4 separate regions of the Mus musculus genome follow, and regions 2, 3 and 4 are each linked to region 1. Evidence: chromatin contacts called from public Hi-C, HiChIP or PLAC-seq and Micro-C data. All regions are on one chromosome and are shown on one strand. Each heading gives the region's core, a stretch centred on a gene start, on an enhancer-like site or on the middle of the called end of the contact. The rest is flanking DNA. Distances are from core to core; before and after follow the strand shown.

Region 1 (3,276 bases), core at 246-2,745:
AAAATAATTGCTTCCAGGTAGGGATCTGTTTATTTAGGGTGTTTAGGGCTGTGTGTGTGTGTGAGTGTGTGTGTGTGCAGAACCTGCAGTTTTACCCAGTTGAAACTTAGGAATACCCCTCTCAAGGACAGCCTAGGACCTATTTATTCTTACCACACAATATTTTTGTTTTTATCCTTAGAAATTTTTTTAGGAAAATCTTGGGACTTGTCAAGAATTAGTAAAATAGATTTGGGTCTTCATCCAGGCCTTTTTTTTTTTTTTTTTTTTTTTTTTTTTTTGCAATAAAGGAGCAATCTGGGCAATATTTTGGCTAATTACTTAGGAAGATGGTCACAAGAGGAATATCACCACCCCCACCCCCCGCCCCCCGCGATCGTATTTACTGAACGACAGAGCAAAGAGAATTCGTAACCGTTGGCGCTATTGCCAACTTGCATGGTTTTAATCAGGTCAGTTTACAATTAGCCTTTAAAAGGTGCTCCAGAAGAAAAAAAAAAAAAAAGAAAAAAGAATCCCTACGCAGATGGGGTCTGTTTGTTTCGCACGGGTGGGCGCGTGCAAGGGCGTCCGGGCGACTCGGACGGCCGCTCCCACAGAGGCTGGGCCGGGCACGCGCGACAAGTGGAGGCGACTCTTTGCCTGGCTAATTAGAGCCGCCAGGACACGCCCCCAGGAGTCCGCCCGCCGGCCCCGCCCCGAATCTGCGGCGTGGGCTGAGGCGCGGGGCGGGGATTAGCTCGGATTCAAATTTAAAGCGGGACGTCCGCGCGTGGCCCAGCAGGTGCCTCGTGCCCGTTGCCCGCCGAGGGCGTTTCCGCCCCCACCTGCACACAGGGCCGGAAATTACCTCGGCGGGGAGCGGTCCCCTCCATTGTCGCAGTCAACTGCGAGGGAGTCCTGAAAAAGTGCGCGGCCGTGGAGCGCTCGCTAGTCCCTCACGCGTGTCCTCGCGGCGAGACGCCGGGCATGTTGCCCTTTTACAGTACCGCCGTGGAAACCCCGAACTTATCCGGGAGGGGACTAACACGGAAGACGGGAAGCCCATCCCGAGACGTAAACAAGCACTTGACATACTACACTTTGGGGTGAAGCCGCGCTCCCGGGGGGAGGGAGGGGGCGAAGAGACGCGCATGCGCTTCCTACCTCTCCGGCGCGTGGAGAAAACTGCGCGTGCGCACAGCGGCGCGGACGGGAGGGGGAAAGAAAAAAAAACAAAACAAGGAAGAGATGATTGGCAGGTTAGGGGGCACTTTAGAAGCCTGAGGGGGCGGGGTCCCTGCAGCCTGGACGCGCGTGCGCACCGCGCGCGCAGGGGGGTGGAGCTCTTCCAAGGGGGCCGGCGGAGAGCAGCGCCGGCCTCGGGCGCCCCCTGGCGCGCGCCTCGGGAGAGGAAGGAACGGGAGGGTGCGGAGAGGAGGGAGGCGGCGAGCAGGGCGGGAGGGGGAGGGGAGCGGGAGCGAGGGAGGGTTTATCGACCGGGCGATTTTGGTTAAAATATTCAAAATGGCGGACGGAGGAGCAGCGAGTCAAGATGAGAGTTCAGCCGCGGCGGCAGCAGCAGCAGGTAATCATTACAGCATTTTACATATTCATATTCATACTCGAGCCGGGCTCCCGCTGCCCCCCCCGCGACTTAGCATAATTTATTAGTACTCAGGATTATTATAATTAACGGCGAGGAGATGGGGGGCCGGGGAACACAGCCCCCTCTGGGCGCCGAGCGGAGGGGGAAAAGGAGCTCGGAGCGGCCGGGCGGAGGGGGAAGAAGACCCGGGGCAAAGGGGGCTGTGAGCCACCGCGCTCCTCCTGCCCCCGGCCCACCCCGCGGCTGCCGCGCCGGCCCGCCCGCCGGCACCGGCCCTCCTCCTCCGCCGGCCGCCGCCGCCTCCTCGCACGGTGCCCGAATCTAAGCGGGTCCACGGCAGGCGGCGGGGCCGGGGCACCGGGAGAGGACAATAAAGACATTTTACATATTCATAGCTGCTGGGCTGGCGGGGCGCGGCGGGGTGCGGGCGGGAGACCTGGACGGGCGGTGGGGGGGCGTGGAGGGGCCAGAGGTGGCGGCGAGCACAATGCCGGTGGGCGGCGGGGCCCGAGCGGACCCCGGTGGCCGGACACCCGCGCGGCGCCCCCCCAGGATTGGGAGCCGGCGCGGGCTCGGGCTGGGGAACGCTGCTCGCTGCGGGACGCACCGGGGAGTGGTGCCCTGCCCCCGGCCGTGCGGGGGGTCCGCGTGGGGCCGAGCCCGGGGGTCACGGCCCGGGGCCCCTCAGCCGCGCCCTGCTCGTGCCCGGGGCAGCGGCCTGACCCCAGCCAGTCCGTGTCTCTGGTTAGGGGCAGCGTGGCGTGGGCCCTGTGAGCTGGCCTTCGGGTTGTGAGCTCGCTCTGGGGTCCCCCGGACCCTTTGGAGGCTGGGCTAGGTGGGAGGAACCCTCGGGGAAGTTCCCCTCCGTGGAAATGGCTTCGGTTGTCCGTGTGTCCCGGGCCCTCACCCAGAGGTCCGCGCTGCTGTGGGTCGCGCGGGACAGTTGGGTTGGAGGTGCTCGCGGGGTCTGGTAGCTCCTCCGCGCACATCCCCCCCCCCCCACGCGCTGGTAGCCTTGGGGACCCTCTCGCTCTGAGGCCTCGGAGCTCTCGGAGGTCACCCGAGAACTGGACCGTAAAGGATTGCCCTCCTGCCCTCAAAGGGCTGGCCTGACAAGTTGATCATATTCTAGATTTCTCCTGTACTGCGGGGAGCGGGGGTGGTGGCTAGACACGGAGATCCCCCTCCCTGACTGTGTGTGGTAGTGCTTTCTAGCTGCGTGCTGGGTCTTCTCTACTTGCTTCTCATTTGAATAATGTCTAATTCAGGGAGGTTTATATTCTTGAAATGGCCGCCTGGCTTTCCCCGCCTCTCATGTTTAGTAATTCAGACCTTTAATAACAGCCACTCACAGCCCAACGCCGTGTTTATATTTTACATTCGCCCCATGTGCTTTTGTGGTTCGATATGATTCTTTTTTTTTTTTTTTCCTTCTCCTCCTCCTTGGCAATCCACAGGACTCTGAGATCAAACCCAGTCTGTGCTGGGAAGACAAGGAGAGAACTAGGCCTGGACTGCCCTAGTTGCCTAGGCCCTGTTCTCTGCTGCTTGATTTATTTACTAATAACCAAAATGACTCCCCCATCAACTGCCACTCGAGTCCCCTCCTCCGCAGGCAAAACACATCCTCTTGGGGACCTTCCAGCATAAAAACAGCTCCGAGCTAAGCATCAGCTCTGAGGTTGGCT
Region 2 (3,276 bases), core at 517-3,016, 240 kb before region 1:
ATGGAATAAAGAAAGAACAGATGTACACAGACCCACAGTGTCGCTGGGATCTGGTGTGAGTCTTCTAACCTGCTGATACCTAGAACCTCAATATATCTATTAGGTACCAAAGAAGGGGAGTTAGCGAGTCGCCATAGGAGGTCTGTGCAGGTGAGCAGTTTCAGACTGTAAACATCCACTCGGGGGCCACAGTAATTGCTAGCACTGAGCAATCAATTATTCATTCATAAACATTCATTCTCATACTCTCCAGGAAAGCTTTATCATTTCTCTGGCGCCTGGCCCATATAGGTAACAACTTTGCCAGTTTCTCACTGGTATGTTTTGGGTCATGGTCCTGCCCACGTCAACAAAAGCACATTCTTTCGGGACGCTACTCACTCAGAACTTCCTCTGATCCCTAAAGGAAGCACCACAAAAACAATCCATTATCTACTAAGACAGAAAAACGTTTTTAAAGTGTCAGCAACACTTCAAGTGTCAGCGACGATTCATGATCAAGAAGAGTGTATACTATAAATGTTGACTGGTTCAATACCAGAAAAATTTAGCAACATTACTAGCAAACAATTAAAACTGAGGTCATTGCTAGGCTGGGACTCCTGTTCAGTCTCTTCACAAGCTGGAAAACCCTGTTTATTCCCCTTCCACCAACTCCACCTACAAAGAAAAAACACCTCACTACTCAGTGTTCCAGCAACCCACCCATGAGTGCCTGCTCAGGGGCTCACTTTTTGACCATGTAAGGGCAAATACCAGCTCCTAACTCACATGTCATCACCCCATGCCCAAGACCCATTAAAAAACCAACCAACCAAACAAACAAAAAAACTAACCCTTGTTTTTGCCTGGATATGTGACCTTGCTGACCTTGACCTGTGAAATCCGATGAACCCACCAGAGAGCTGCCTCCAAATAAACCTGCCATTATCTACTTTTAATCTGGTCTAATCTGGCTGATTATCTGTCAGTGACAGAGAGAAAAGATGATCAAGTTATCTGAAAAGATAAAAATTTTAAATGAATTTTCAACTCTACTTATACACAAATTAAGTAACTCGAATACACAAAGGAATGTAGTTGGGAAGTGCAATGAGAAAACCCAGGCAAGATCAAGCAGCACAGTTTGAACCAGTATGAGAACTCACTATTACTAAATACACAGGCTCAACCTTGAGTCAGCAGTAACCAAGTAGATGAGAAAAGCATTTCACAATAACTTCGAAAAATGATACCTACTAATAAAACTGACCCCTCCCCAAATTACCCAGACCTTATAAGAAAGCCTATAAAACTTTATTCATGGATGTTTTGTGAAACAGAAGTTTTCAAATATGTTGTGGTTGTTGTTGTTGTTTGTCGTCGTCTTGAAAACACCCTCCTGTCCCCACCTTTTCCCTCTCAGTGCTTTACACAAGCTCGCTAGTTCGGGAATGTGAAACACCCAGGAACCGAAAGCACCTGCGAGTCCTCTTCCTACTAACGGGGTACATCAAGCAACAATGTACAGGGAAAAAATAATAATAAAAGTACCAGGCCTACCACGTGACAATCCCCGCCTACCGGGCAAGCGAGTCAGCCAATCACAGTGCTCTCCCCACCTGCGCCTCGCTCCTCCTCCCTCCCGCCCCCTCCGCCCCCTCACGCACGAGGTGGAATCCAGTTTCAGGCTGTTTTCACCCCCACAGCAGGGGGCCCAATGCGGCTGCGCGCTGCACCCTGATTGGCCAAGTGCCGGGCTGAAGCGCGCGCAGGCTCCGAGCTCGGTTACTAAGGGCGGGAGCCCGGCAAGGGCGCCGGCTGCTTGCTGCGTCTCTGGAGGGCGTCGAGGCCCGACGACGCCATGCCCAACCGCAGGGCCAGCCGCAATGCCTACTATTTCTTCGTACAGGAGAAGATTCCCGAACTGCGCCGGCGAGGCCTGCCGGTGGCCCGCGTGGCAGACGCCATCCCCTACTGCTCGGCCGACTGGGCGGTGAGGCAGCGGGCAGTTGGGCAGCGGGGAGGGCGCGGTGGGAACCCAGCCTGGGGGGAGCCCGTGGAGGGGACACAGCCCAAGGGCAGGACCAACCGACAGAACCTTCCAGAACCGGGGTGTGGATCGGACGCCTCACCCTCACAGCTCGCCTCTCTTGTATCCCTCTTCTCCCCAAGCTCTTGAGGGAGGATGAGAAGGAGAAATACTCAGAAATGGCTCGAGAGTGGAGAGCAGCCCAGGGAAAGGATTCTGGGCCTTCAGAGAAGCAGGTAAGGGCAGCCACCTCTCGCCCGCCCACCCTTGGACTCCAGCCACGGTGGAGCCCGAGGAACCTTCGGGAAGTTTCCAGATAGTGCAGAAGCCCCAGGGGAAAGGCAGGTTTGGGGTTGGGGGTCAGGGTTTGCACTAAACGGCTCCCCGACTGCCTTTCAGTTCTTACCGGTTAGACAGCTGTAATAATAATTTTTAAAAAGCGTAGGCTTTTATTTAAATGGTTCCTAGAAACAAGCTTGTTAACAGTTCTTTAAATATTGTAATAACAAGACGTGAAGACCTGGGTTAACATTTGTAGATCCTACAGAACCCCCCCCCCCCCCAAATAGTTAAGCAAATTCCAGAGTATTGGGATAGTAGACTACTAAGTCAGTATCTACAAGGTCAATAAAGAAGTCTTTTTCTTCTCCCTTATGCTGCTTTTCTGTTTGTACATACCGAAATTTCATTCTTAAATTTGTGACATTGGATTGAAATTCAAAATTGTGGCAAGTTATTTGTAAATATGGTAGGTAGATTTACATTTTAAGTTGATGTCTTAAGTCAGGTGGATTTTTGAGGATCTGTGCTTGTGAGCTTTGATTGCTCTTATCAGATTTTTCTATAAAACATATCTCCTTAAGGGACTAGTGATGGCTCACTGGCTAAAAGCTCTGGCTACTCTTCCAAAAGTTCCAGATTTGAGTCGGTGCACCCACATGGTGACTCACAGCCATCTGTAACTCCAGTTCCCAAGGGTTCTGATGCCCTCCTCTGGCTTCCACTGGTGCTGCGCACACACACGTGACACACATACATGCAGCCAAGCACACACACGGGGGGGGGGGGGGGGGGGAATGAAAATTTGAAGAAAAAATTCTCCACAAAACTTAAGTATATTGTACGTGCTTGAGTTGTGATAGTTGGAGGCACAACCTTTTGTAATTTTCACTTTTAAATGAAAACCACAAATAACATTATAGACTTTAGGATTTTGTTCTGTTTTCTTTAAATACTCTTATTCTGCACACCAGCCTGGCGTTTAG
Region 3 (3,276 bases), core at 219-2,718, 190 kb after region 1:
ATATAGCTATCAGAGATTATCATCATACTTAGTAAAAACAATTAATAATGATTGCCAGGATGCGTTAAAGAGAAATTACTCAGAGACCCTTGTTGAGGAACAATAAGAGTGACTTTACCCAGGCCATTTAGACAGATAAAGGACCACTTTGGTGGGCTCCTCAGTGGGAAAGAGCAGTGGGGCTCAGCTTGACCACAGTAAGGGCAGGTGGGCAGGTATAGTCCGACGTCAGGCAGGAGGGGTCAGTGGATGGAAAATTACTAAGAAAGATATATCAGGAGTGAGAGAGAGATTCTGGCTAAGCTGACGTCACAGGATCCCAGCTGAAGACAAAATGAGGCACCCCTGAGGGACAGTGGAAGACGGGGCTCATTGGATTCTGAGATATTGAGTGTGACCAGGTGTCAAGTGTGAGCTTCTTGCTGGATTGACTTAGCAAGAGTCTCAGGGTTTTATTAAGCACACATGGACCAAGGAGGAGAGCCGGAAGCTCAACTAAAGCTGGTCAGAAACACTGTCAATCGACATAATGGTGATTTTGAAACCTTTTGGAAAAAAGACCCCACAGACCTGTGCTAGAGGAGACCAAACACCTCTGCGTGTGCACACCTGCTTTCAGTGCCTCAGGAGCAGCTCGGGGAAGCCAGGGGCTACTGAGCACAGGGTAGGTTTCTGGGTTGGGGGGAAGGAAGGGCTGATTGCTGTGTCCAGGATCGATGAGGGTGACTCTTCCCAACCATTAGCCCACATCTCATGGGGAGGCAGGCAGCTTGCAAGGCAGGGCTGAGGCGTAGACTGGATTTGTGAAGTTTTAACTCCCGACAGCTGACAAAAGACTAATAAAATCTGGGCCAGGATTTTCCCAAGAGGGATGTGTCACCATGGACTAGAAATGAAACCGAGGGGAGGAGGGCTTTTGGAAGAACTCCCTTATCCTCTGCGCTTTTGTGGGACAGTTGAAAATACACGTGGTGCTAAATTAGCGCTCCAAGACCACGAATAAAAGTGCTTTCACATTCCTTTCTTTAAAAATATTTATTCAAATGGGATGAAATGTTATGGGGGCTTTGTGTCTGGAAGCAGGGTTAATTAAGGATTTCCTGCCGGCTTTGTGAGGCGGTGACATGCCATTGAGATGCCCCGTCTATTTAGTCTGCCTGCTTCCCTTTTCTTTCTATTCATCCAGCTGGTGGTGAAATTCCAGGGAAATCTTTGCAGGGATGTAAGAGAAAACACTGCTATTCCCTACATTCTGTGCTTACCAAGAAAATGAGGGTGTCGGAGACTCGAGGCACACAAACCAGACTACTACAGAACCAGGTCTGGGTCCCCTTCCTTGAGGTTTGTAAAATGTGATGTAGCTGGTGTGCAGAAAAGAGGCTCTTGAGCTCCTGGCCAGGGGTTTTCAAAGGAAAAGCCCAGCCGCCTTGTGCGGCCTCCTGAAACAAAGGCCCAGGGCAGCCCCTTGGAGCTCAGCGCCCCCATCACCTCCCCCGTTCTCACAGGCGGTTTCCCTGACATAAAAGGGCTGCCTGATGCAGTTGCTCCTTCAACAGCAGGTTTAAAAAATGCATGAAACCCAAGATTGAATGCCACCCAGTTTGGCCTCTACAGAGGCTAGCTCTGCAGAGGGACAAGGGGCAGCCAGGCCAACCAAGAAACCAAGGAAGCCTGCTTTCTGCTCCCTGAGGCAAACCTGTTTTAGGGGCCAATCACCCCTCCCCCATTTTGATCTTCTGACCCCAAATAGGATCTGTGGCTTGTTTCTCTTGAGGACCCTCCTGCCCTGGAAGCAGTCAGTTTCCCCAGGCAAATGTAGGCAAACAGGGTCCAGCACTCAGAGTTGGGCTGCCCCCAACTGCTGTCGCAAAGCTGTCCTCAGAGCCTGTCACCGTTCTGCGCCACCTTAATTTTTCTTACCCACCTTAACTTCTAATTTTTCTTATCTTGTTCTCTACACATCTTCTCCCTTCCCTCCTTTTGCATTGTCTCTGAAGGGCCATGCATACGCAGTTACTATATTTTTGTATGTGTTAATATGATTAGTTTGTTAAAATGGTATGCCAGGTTTAGGTCCTTCGTCCCTTCGTTCCTTTTGACAGACCCTCACCGTGCAGTCGTGGTTGGTTTACAATTCACTATATAGACCAGATGGCCTTGAACTCATGAAACTCCCCCCCCCCCCCGAGACTGCGACTGCCTCCTGAGTGCTGCTGGCACTGAAGGGGAAACCTTTACTTTGCCTGTTTCTTTCTGTTCAAAAGTTCAGATCGCTTCACCCCAGCGAGAGCAGCTAGGATGGGAAATCAGAAGCAAGTGTTGGCAAGGATATAGAGAAACTGCTGTGCCAGATGCTCCTGGTAGGGATGTAAACTGGTATAGTCGCTGTGGAGGATAGCTTGCCAGTTCTTGCACAAGTTCAACTACTACATGACCTCCCAATCCTACTTCCGAGTACACATCTGAAGAGACTGGAAAGCAGACCCCTGTCTGCCCACACTCAGAACACTTTCCTCACAATACCAAGTAGAAGCAACCTAGGTGTCCATCACTTGGTGTGTGACCAAGCCAGACGGGATCTGTAAATACACCTGGGACATTATTCAGTCTTTAAAAGAAGATTCTGACACCTACTAAAGCAAGATAGGGCCCCACGGATAATATGCTAAAATAAGAAGAAAACATTCAAGCATTCAAATACTGTATGATTCTGTTCATACAAGATACATAGGGAAGTCAAAAAATCATAGAGACAGAACATAGAATGGGAGTTGGGGGTGGGGCAGTTGGCGGGCACTGGAGGTTGGTGGATGTATGGTTTCAGTTTTACAAGATGAAAAGAGGCTTAGAGACAGTTGCTCAACCAAACGACTGTACTTAATACCACTGAACTGTACACCCAAAATGGCTAATGTGGTAAATTTTATGTTGTGTGTGTTTTACCACAAACTTTTAAATCTGAGGGGAAAATATTAGAAGTCCATGTCATTGTCTTGGGCACCAAATATCCTAATATGTCATCATACTAAGCCACTCAAGGTTCACTTGTGGAGGGGCCCAGAGAAGCAGAAGAGATGGATCAGGATTCAGGTACAGGGCCTAACCCTTGCAGTACCAAGCTTACTAGGAACCCTCAAGTCTCTGTCATTCTCCCGCTGTCTGCTAATAACCTCTGCAGGTCCAGTGTTTTCTACAGCTCTCAGAGATGAAGGTCGGTGGCAGCTAGCACACTTCAGAAGCTTGTGTGTTCATGAAGGGGTGGAGAAGAAAGAAGAA
Region 4 (3,276 bases), core at 527-3,026, 150 kb after region 1:
GATTAGAAACCTGAGGCTCAAAGGCTTGCCACCCAGCCACCAGGCCAATAGCTTTGGACCAGACCTACAGCTTAACCTGACCTTGAAGTTTCCCTAGGTCCTAGGACAAGGCTTTCCAAGAAGGTCTGCAGAAGGGGGAACTTACATTGTAGAGCTGGTTGGGGTCCTGCAGGTTGGCAGCAGTCTCTGCACTCCTGCTGAACTGCAACAGAGCAGAGAGAATCAGAGCTCAGCACCACCTCCAAGGGGCCATCGGACTGGCTATAGTGCAGAGCTGCGTGTCAGCCCCTCCATGCCCGATGACAACAAACTCCCTTGTTGGCTCCCTGTGGCTAGCCCAAAGTGTAGCCGCTTCTTTCTGAACTCAGTTGTCCTTTCTCCTGCCTGCGACCTGACTAAAGTGCTTACAGCTTTAGTCTTCAGAGAAGTTAATCATCCCAAGTAAAGGCCTTGCCCCCCCCACACACCCCCACACACCCTGTGTGCAGGGGTTCCAGGCTCTCCGTCTGTGCCTGCCGGAATCCAGGAAACCCCTCCTGTTCCCCTTCCTCCAGGAACCCTGAGGGTAGACAGTGCCTACAAAAAGCTTCCTACTAAGTTGGCACATGGGCATCATTACTCACCCAGCTGTTTCCTGAGTGGGAAGCACCTTGCTTGCTTACTGTCCTGACTGTGTGCCCCGAGTCGCTATAACCACACATGTTACCTAAGCTGAGAGGAACTGCAGGATTTTCCAGAGTTGGTGCTAAGTGTAGTTTCCAAATTTAAAAAAAAATCATAAAGTAAGACTTCCTCAAATGAAATCTTATGCCTGAAAGGAAATGGGTTCTACTGCCCTGGGAAGATGAGATTTCTACCTTCCCAGGTGTGTCCTTTCCACAAACCCACGGCTTCAGGCACCAGGTGATGCCTGATGCTCTGTCCACCATTCTTATTTCCAGGATGGGAAAATCAAGAGTTGGAGAGAAAAGCTGTATGGCCTCCATTACAGCTCAACCGCAGGCCCTAAGAAGAGGCTGTCTTGTCTGTCTTTCACTTTCTTGTCCTAAACTGTTCAGTATAAGCCATCTGTTTCCCAGCAGAAGCCACATCCAGGCACTGGTACCGATCTTCAGTAATACACATAGCACTTGGATCATTGAGCTGCTCTGTCTGCCACAGATGGATACCCCGCCTTCTCTGCTCACCGGCTGTGCACGCTTGGTTGTATCCTGCCTTGCCCATGGACACCAAGCAGAGCACAGGCCTGAGACTCTCCAGTGCCAAATCCCCACCTCACATCCTCCCAGTGGAGGAACCTATACCCTCCCTCAAGAGCCCAGGGGAACCCACTTTTGCTCTCAGGTACAGGGCTGTGATGATGACTCCGTAGATGAAGAGGATTCCATCTAGCAAGTAGCAGAGTTTGGGATCCAGCAGACCAAAGCTCTGTGCCTCTGTGCCAAGAGAGAAAATTGGTTAGGCATGCTGGATCTGGCAAGAACACATCCCACCTACCCCAGGTCAATTCTGTGACAGATTGTAGTCATGTCACGGGCACTAGGTCCAGTCCTCATACTTCACACAGACCACAACCTACAACCTCTCTCACTGAGTCTGAAGAAACCCAGCCTGCAATGGCCAATGTAACCACATGTACCAGATGTAAAGAGTGCACCTATGCATACAATGTAACCACATGTACCAGATGTAACGAGTGCACCAATGCATACAATGTAACCACATGTACCAGATGTAATGAGTGAACCAATGCATACAATGTAACCACATGTACCAGATGTAAGGAGTGCACCTATATGCATACAATGTAACCACTTGTACCAGATGTAACGAGTGCACCTATGCATACAATGTAACCACATGTACCAGATGTAAGGAGTGCACCTATGCATACAATGTAACCAATGTACCAGATGTAAGGAGTGCACCTATATGCATACAATGTAACCACATGTACCAGATGTAACCACAGAGGCTGGGAAGAATGAGGGAGTATTAGGAAAAAATGAAACTGCTGTGCACAGAACTTCTGCTCTGGTGACATGGAAGCCCCGCTGTAAGTGAGCTCTTGCATAAACTATGACACTCTAAACCTCAGAAATGTACCTAGGTAACTAAGGCCTTTATACGGAGAGAGAGAGACTCTAGAGGTTACAAATGTAGGGCTCAGAAATTAGATAATTGGATAAAATCATCTCAATACCTAGTCATTATCAGTGAAGTCTAGGTATCGTGGTGCACATCAGTAGTCCCATCATTGAACAGGCAAGAGGGTTGTGAGTTCGAGGCCAGCCTGAGCTACATAAGTTCCAGGCAGACTACATGCTTCAGCTTAGAGCCTCTTCTACTTAGTCTCCTCACTCCAGAGTCACCCCTCCTGCCTTTCTGATGTTTATCGAATCACACTCAAAGCATGTATGGTTCTCAGTAGATAAGAAGGGCAGGGGGAGTGAGGAAAGGAAATACGTTAGTTAGATAGAAGGTAGCCTTCCTATTTGAAAGATCACACAAAGCAAGCAAACTGAGCATATTACTGATCCTGAACTCCCTCCTATTGGGTAAGTGTGGATCTGAGAACTGGCCCAGTATCACAAAACCCTCCCTCTGGCCCTGCCTGAGAACCACACAAGCAGAGTGGTCTTTAAGGCTTTCCAGCCTAACGCCAGTAGCAAGTGGCGCCCTCTGGTGGGCGCTGGCCAACAGTGGGTAAGGCAGATGGGTGCCAGTTAAGTTCCGGCAAGGTATCCTTCCAGCTGCCTCTTCTGCAAAACAGGTTGAAAGTCTTCAGTGTCTGTTCTGTGCAGTGTTTATGGCTGTGAGCGCAATCATTAAGGCCCCGCTAGATTGCCACCAGAAGCACACAGAGCAGGCAGGTAGTGACTATGCCAGAAACCTCTCATCTGCTCCCACATACAATAGAAGGCTGACTTAAATCTCACTCACTGTCCCCCATCACCATGTCCCTAAAGCCCTCTGTTCTCAGCTTTTAACTCCAACTCTCTCATCCAGGGTCCCTCCTGGCCCCAGGTCCCTGCTCAGAAACCAACTCAATCCCGCTCAAAGACACTTCAAAGTGTGGGACTCAGTGCAGCCCCACAAATGCTCTGCCTTTCCAGGCCAGACTGGAAAGAACTCACTACCACCCTGTCCCTTCTTCAACTGTCTCATGTGTTCCAGTCTGGCATTGAACTTATAGCACCAAGGACAGCCTTGGCTTTGCAATGCCCTGCATCCACATCTGGAGTCCTGGGAATTTACAGATGTACATCTCTGTGC

Evidence for each region. A called contact is a pair of places that touch in the nucleus more often than the background predicts. HiChIP or PLAC-seq counts read pairs in DNA pulled down with a chosen protein or histone mark.
Region 2: a contact with region 1 is called in a Micro-C map of embryonic stem cells, with 2.6 times the contacts expected there. The contact joins the promoter of Mael here to the promoter of Pou2f1 in region 1. A contact is called at or near these places in 4 of 39 promoter capture datasets (cranial neural crest, frontonasal cranial neural crest, hippocampal neurons and 1 more) and 2 of 484 Hi-C or Micro-C datasets (both in embryonic stem cells).
Region 3: an H3K4me3 HiChIP or PLAC-seq map of the SCID.adh cell line shows a contact between it and region 1, with 12 read pairs. The contact joins the enhancer-like site here to the promoter of Pou2f1 in region 1. A contact is called at or near these places in 13 of 39 promoter capture datasets (the 3T3-L1 cell line, 3T3-L1-derived adipocytes, the HPC-7 cell line and 8 more), 1 of 484 Hi-C or Micro-C datasets (CD8 T cells), 16 of 115 datasets of contacts at active chromatin or transcription factors (CD8 T cells, the SCID.adh cell line, VIP interneurons and 13 more) and 2 of 9 other capture datasets (adipose tissue and liver).
Region 4: a Hi-C map of the G1E-ER4 cell line shows a contact between it and region 1, with 3 times the contacts expected there. The contact joins the enhancer-like site here to the promoter of Pou2f1 in region 1. A contact is called at or near these places in 17 of 39 promoter capture datasets (the 3T3-L1 cell line, 3T3-L1-derived adipocytes, the C10 cell line and 12 more), 21 of 484 Hi-C or Micro-C datasets (the AML12 cell line, CD4 T cells, CD8 T cells and 12 more), 27 of 115 datasets of contacts at active chromatin or transcription factors (the 230-238 cell line, DN3 thymocytes, the HPC-7 cell line and 21 more) and 4 of 9 other capture datasets (adipose tissue, liver, macrophages and 1 more).

What each region holds. Positions count from the first base shown.
Region 1 is chr1:166,000,853-166,004,128 of GRCm38.p6, reverse strand. Pou2f1 (POU domain, class 2, transcription factor 1) reads left to right here and starts at 1,495. Exons shown (of 16, transcript NM_198932.3): 1 at 1,495-1,567. The coding sequence starts at 1,507.
Region 2 is chr1:166,237,234-166,240,509 of GRCm38.p6, reverse strand. Mael (maelstrom spermatogenic transposon silencer) reads left to right here and starts at 1,766. Exons shown (of 12, transcript NM_175296.4): 1 at 1,766-1,975; 2 at 2,155-2,247. The coding sequence starts at 1,844.
Region 3 is chr1:165,812,508-165,815,783 of GRCm38.p6, reverse strand. The region is part of intron 1 of Cd247 (CD247 antigen); the gene reads right to left. Among named protein-coding and RNA genes, the nearest start is that of Gm23402, 4.4 kb to the right of the region's middle. Within about 2 kb of position 1,468, at least 53 of the 459 cell types and tissues checked have an H3K27ac peak or open chromatin away from gene starts, as enhancers often do. A contact at or near this core is called in the SCID.adh cell line, adipose tissue, double positive thymocytes and 1 more, where this site is marked.
Region 4 is chr1:165,853,326-165,856,601 of GRCm38.p6, reverse strand. Cd247 (CD247 antigen) reads right to left here. Exons shown (of 8, transcript NM_001113391.2): 2 at 1,333-1,436; 3 at 146-202. Among named protein-coding and RNA genes, the nearest start is that of Gm32999, 5.8 kb to the right of the region's middle. Within about 2 kb of position 1,776, at least 29 of the 459 cell types and tissues checked have an H3K27ac peak or open chromatin away from gene starts, as enhancers often do. A contact at or near this core is called in CD8 T cells, the G1E-ER4 cell line, the HPC-7 cell line and 6 more, where this site is marked.